Regions from separate parts of the Sus scrofa genome. Here region 2 is linked to region 1. Evidence: chromatin contacts called from public targeted proximity ligation data. All regions are on one chromosome and are shown on one strand. The core of a region is the stretch at or near the end of the contact, and the rest is flanking DNA. Distances in the headings are between cores, read along the strand shown.

What was found.
Region 2: a targeted proximity ligation map of alveolar macrophages shows a contact between it and region 1. A contact is called at or near these places in 1 of 47 Hi-C or Micro-C datasets (epiblast stem cells) and 1 of 2 datasets of targeted methods (alveolar macrophages).

The regions. Positions count from the first base shown.
Region 1 is chr4:79,888,898-79,891,595 of Sscrofa11.1, reverse strand. The region is part of intron 16 of SPIDR (DNA repair-scaffolding protein); the gene reads left to right. Among named protein-coding and RNA genes, the nearest start is that of CEBPD, 17 kb to the right of the region's middle.
Region 2 is chr4:80,096,400-80,099,097 of Sscrofa11.1, reverse strand. SPIDR (DNA repair-scaffolding protein) reads left to right here. Exons shown (of 20, transcript XM_021090636.1): 6 at 1-155. Among named protein-coding and RNA genes, the nearest start is that of SPIDR, 93 kb to the left of the region's middle.

The sequences.
Region 1 (2,698 bases), core at 101-2,600:
ACTGTTGAGGTGTACGTGAGACGCACTTGTGAGGCTATGGAGCTGGGGGAAGAGGCCAACACTCAGTGCTTCCACTGCCATAGGCTGGTGACTGAGGGCTGGGGGCTGGAGCTGGTGACGCAGGGGTCATGGCCCTGGGATGTTCAGGATTGCTCAGGCAGAGTTGGTAAAGGCTTTCCAGACAGGAGGGAGGGCAGCGAGAAGGCCTTCATGGTGCGGCTGGTTCTGTCTTGCTCTGCTGTCCCAACCATGCTAAGGAGGTGGAGTGATCGGATTTCTGTCCTCAAGAAGCAGTGCTTTCAGCACCATGGAGAGGCTTGGTGCAAAGCTGGGGCTGGCTGTCGGCAGGGAGACCATTGCACTGCCATTTGGAGGAGTGCGGGTGAGGGTGGCTGAGAGTCTGCGAGGCTGAGCAGCCCCTAGCAGACAGGCAGTGAGGACAGAGCATGTGCAGACCCTGGGTCATCTGTCATAGCCTGTGGCCTCCAGCCACCTGTGGAGAAGCTCCTATCCCCTCCCCTCCCTCAGAGTGGGGATCACTCCAGGGCTCAGAGCAGAGAAGGGTGAGGAAGCATCCCCCATTCAGAAGTCACCACTCAGGCCTTAGGGGAGCAGACATCACCACCACCCAGAGCACCGAGGAGGGTTTGGACCCTGACCCACTCTTAACTGCAGCCAGGAAGTAAGGGACACAGGCCGAGGAGATGTGCAGACACTCGTGGGAAGGGGAGAGGAGAGACCCAATCTTTCTAAGGAACCTCTTATTTTTTTTCCATCTTTTTGTCTTTTAGGGCTGTACCCGTGGCATACGGAGGTTCCCAGGCTAGGGGTCCAATCAGAGCTATAGCTGCTAGCCTACACCACAGCCACGTCTGCAACCTACACCACAGCTCAGGGCAGTGCCAGATCCTTAACCCACTGAGCAAGGCTAGGGATTGAACCCGCATCCTCAGAGATGTTAGTCGGGTTCGCTAACCACTGAGCCATGATAGGAACTCCAGAACCTCCTAATTTTAAAAATAATTTATAATGAGACTTAAAACACATAAAATTAACCATTTTAAAGGGAGAAATTCAGTGGTAATTAGTCCATTTACAATAGTGTGCCACCACTTCCTGTTTTACATTTTGTCTTTTGTCATTTCAGTGGCTTTGAAAAAAAGTGGCATCTAGTTTTTGATCACAGTGTAATTGAGGTGAAATCTACCCTTTTAAAGTGCACAACTCTACTGTTTCTAGTGTATTCACACAGTTGTGCAACCATCCCACTAACTAGCTTCAGAGAGAAATGCTGTGTCTGTCAGCAGTCGCACCCAGCTCCCTCCCAGGCTCTGGCACCCACCCCTCTGCCCTCTGTCTTCATGGACACTCATGTAAATGAGTCATACATTCCATGTTCCTTGGTTTCTGGCTGCTTTCACTTAGCAGAACATTTTCAAGACTTTTTTTAGGCGTCATTTCTTTCTGTGGCTGAATGTTTCACCGTATGGCTAGACCCTGTTTTGTTTATCCATTTATCAGTTGACATACATTTTTTTATGATTTTTATTTTTTCCATTATAATTGACTTACAGTGTTCTGTCAATTTCTGCCATACAGCAAATTGACCCAGTCATACATATGTGTGTGTGTATACATATACATATATATACTTTTTCTCACATTACCCTCCATCATGTTCCATCAAAGTGACTAGATATAGCTCCCTGTGCTATAAGCAGGATTTCATTGCTTATCCACTCCAATTGCAATAGTTTGCATCTATTAACCCCAAATTCCCCGTCTCTCCCACTTCCTCCCCCTCCCCATTGTCAGCCACAAGTCTGTTCTCTAAGTCCATGCATTTCTTTTCTGTGGAAAGGTTCATTTGTGCCATATATTAGATTCCAGATATGAGTGATATCATATGGTATTTGTCTTTCTTTTTCTGACTTATTTCACTTAGTATGAGAGTCTCTAGTTGCATCCATGTTGCTGCAAATGGCATTATTTTGTTCTTTTTTATGGCTGAGTGGAATTCCATTGTGTATATACACCACATCTTCTTAATCCATTCGTCTGTTGATGGACATTTAGGTTGTTTCCATGTCTTGGCTCTTGTGAATAGTGCTGCAATGAATAGTGCTGAAGTGCTGCAATGAAGATACAGGTGCAAGTGTCTTTTTCAATGAAAGTTTTGTCCGGATACAGACATACATTTTTTTGATATTATGAATCATGCTGCTATGAATGTTCATGTAAGGCCTCTGAGTAGACATCTGTTTTCTATTCTTTGGGTGTATTTCTGATGTTTTAGATAGTTTTCATGTGGACCATGATTATAAATACAGCATCAGTAGAATGAGAAAGAAACTGTGATACCTCCATGCTTGATGGGGAGGCGTCCACAGAAAGTGACCCTCCAGAGAGACAGAAGAGGAGACTGAGATTAGATGCTCCAGGTCCACACAGGATGACAGAGGGCAGTTTCAGGAGGTAAAAACCAAGGCACAAGAATCCACTGTCCACTCCAGCCTCCCTGGAGAGGGTGGTGTTCATGGAGGGTCTTCCAGCACTGCCATGAGTGACACATGGGCAGTGGACGGAGAGCTGAGCCAGCAAAGTTCATCTCATGCCCCTAGAGCAGAGCTTTGTAGCAGGCCACCTCACTGCCCTCCACATCCTCACCAGTGTTTTAGTTTGTCAGCCACTGACCAGT
Region 2 (2,698 bases), core at 63-2,562, 210 kb before region 1:
AAATACCACATGGATTTTGGATCAGATGGAAGACGGGTTATGGAGAGATTGATAAACCCGAAGCTAAAATCTACAGAACCTGTTTTATCCACACCCCAGAAACACACAAAGCTTCCCAAGACTCTAGAAAATTCAGCGAGAAAGAAGCTTTTAAGGTTAAATTACACCTTTTTAAATACTTTTTTAAAAATTTTCCTCTTTCTTAAAAAACCCGAATACCTAAAATGTTAATTTAAGAATACTTACTTGCTTGGGAAGGAAGATTAATGGAATAGAATTGTAATTCCAGGAATCATTTACGGAGTCCTGATTTCTGGAAGCAATATATGGAATTGTTCATCTGAGTTGAGCAGTCACTGTTTCAGTCATAACCAGCTTATATAGACTGTTTTCCTTAATGGAAATTGGTTATTTATGTTTATCAAATTTTATTGAGCACCAGTGTTCCAGTGTTGTCTTAGACAAGTAAGATGAGAAAATGTGTGTTCCTGTTTTCGAGTAACTTATATCTAAAGGGGGAAGTAGAAATATAGACTCTAGAGGTTACTTTTGTGATTGTGGTTGGCCAGGGAAACACTTACAGATGTAGAGACTTATGAGAGCAAGGATTCACAGGCAAGAAAGTGGCTGGTGTGCTTGTGAAGAACAAATAGGGGCCATGGGGGGCCCAGAAGGGTGTGTGAAGGGGTCTGGGATGTGCCATGTGAGGGGGCATGTCTCAGCCCTGCATTGTACATCATCTCTTTTGTGTTTTAAATTAGAACAAAACAGTGAAGACAGAACCCTAATGAAAGTGAGAAGGAGAACTTGTGGGAAACAGTGCCACCAAAGCAGGCTCAGTAGAGAGTTTCAAGGAAAAGGAGTACAGTAGAAAGTATAAACATGGCAATGAAGAACATGGTGTGGGATCTGTTTAGGGTATGTCTACATGAAGATAGGGCAGGTATGATACACACCAAGCAGAGCCCAATGACAGTGTCAGGCAGTGTCGGTGAACTGCTGTGGGAGGAGGCGAGGGGCTCAAGGAGTAGAGACAAGAAGTGTCTAGAATCTGGGATTCAAGGTAGAAAAGGAGTGGAGAACTAAGCTTGTTTGGGCATGAATGAGTTCCAGTGTCTAAAGCGATCCTAGAGAAAAGGTGAGGTGGATTTATAGAATAATAGGGAAGACCCATGGAGACAGGGGAGTTAGGGGTAATTGCCATTAATGTCCAGGAAAAGAAATGGGGGAGGGAGGCCTGCCTTAAATAAAGGAGTGGAGGGAAGAATATGAGGATGTAACCGAGACTCGTGGGATGAATGTAGTGTCCTGAGTCAGTTGATGCCCATTTTTTGTTTACATAAAGTAAGACAGAAGGCCTTATGCCCAGAGTGAGGAAGTTATAGCCTCAAATGAGAATGGTAGTGGTTTGTAAAAATCTCTGGAGAAAAAGGGAAAGGAAGCTAATTAGAGGGATTTGAATATCATTGTTTAAGTCGCAACAATCCTGCACAATTACACAAAATCCTGTTCCCAATCCTATTGAGGACATACTGCCTGGCAAGTACTGTTTCATGTCCTGGAGACAGGACAGTGAACAGAGGCTTCAGTGAAGGCCCTGCTTGTTTTGAGGGGAAGGCCTGTGTGTGTGTGAGGAGCCAAGAAGTAAAGTAGTTGTCATGTCAAAAGGAAATAAACTTTATCGAGAAAAAGCAGAAAAAAGAGGGATAGATGGCTGGTTTAAAATGGGATCAGGGAATGGGCTTAATGAGCAGCTGGGAAGAACAGAGCTGACATTTCCTGAGATGAGAGGAAAGGGGATTTATGGTTTGTTTGGTTTTCCTTGGTGGGAAAATGAGGAGGCTTTTTGAAGAGAGTAAGGTTATTAATCTTTTACTTTCTCTGTTATAAATTGACTCTTCAGGTTCTTTTCACAGTTTACTGGGCTTTGAATTTTTCTCATTATTTTCATTCCATACTTTCAAATAAAAATTGGAGTTTCCCAGCTTTGCTCTTTGGCATTAAATTATTTTATATGTGTACATATATTTGGATCAATGTATAAAAGTTTATATTTTATGTGGTCAGTTTTGTCAGTCGGTCATATTGTGCACATCATCTCCCCCCCCCTTTTTTTAAAGGGCTGCACCTGAGGTGTATGAAAGTGCCCAGGCTAGGGGTTCGAATCAGAGCTGCAGTGGCTGGCCTACACCACAGCTCATGACAACACTGGATTCTTAGGCCACTGAGTGGGGCCAGGGTTTGAACCTGCATCCTCATGGATACTAGTTGGGTTCATTACTGCTGAGCCTTAATGGGAACTCCCACAATTAGTTTTTATTTATTTTTTATTTTATTTTTTTGTTTGTTTGTTTTTTGCCATTTCTTGGGCCGCTCCCGCAGCATATGGAGGTTCCCAGGCTAGGGGTCGAATCGGCGCTGTAGCCACCAGCCCACGCCAGAGCCACAGCAACGCGGGATCTGAGCCGCGCCTGCGACCTCCACCACAGCTCACAGCAATGCCAGATCCTTAGCCCACTGAGCAAGGGCAGGGATCAAACCCGTAACCTCATGTTTCCTATTCGGATTCATCAACCACTGTGCCACGACGAGAACTCCCAATTAGTTTTTAAACATAGAAGTTATTCTGCATCCTTAACAGTAATAATCTTCTTTTATATGTATTGTGTTCTTTCTTTCTTTCAGTTTTATTGAGTTT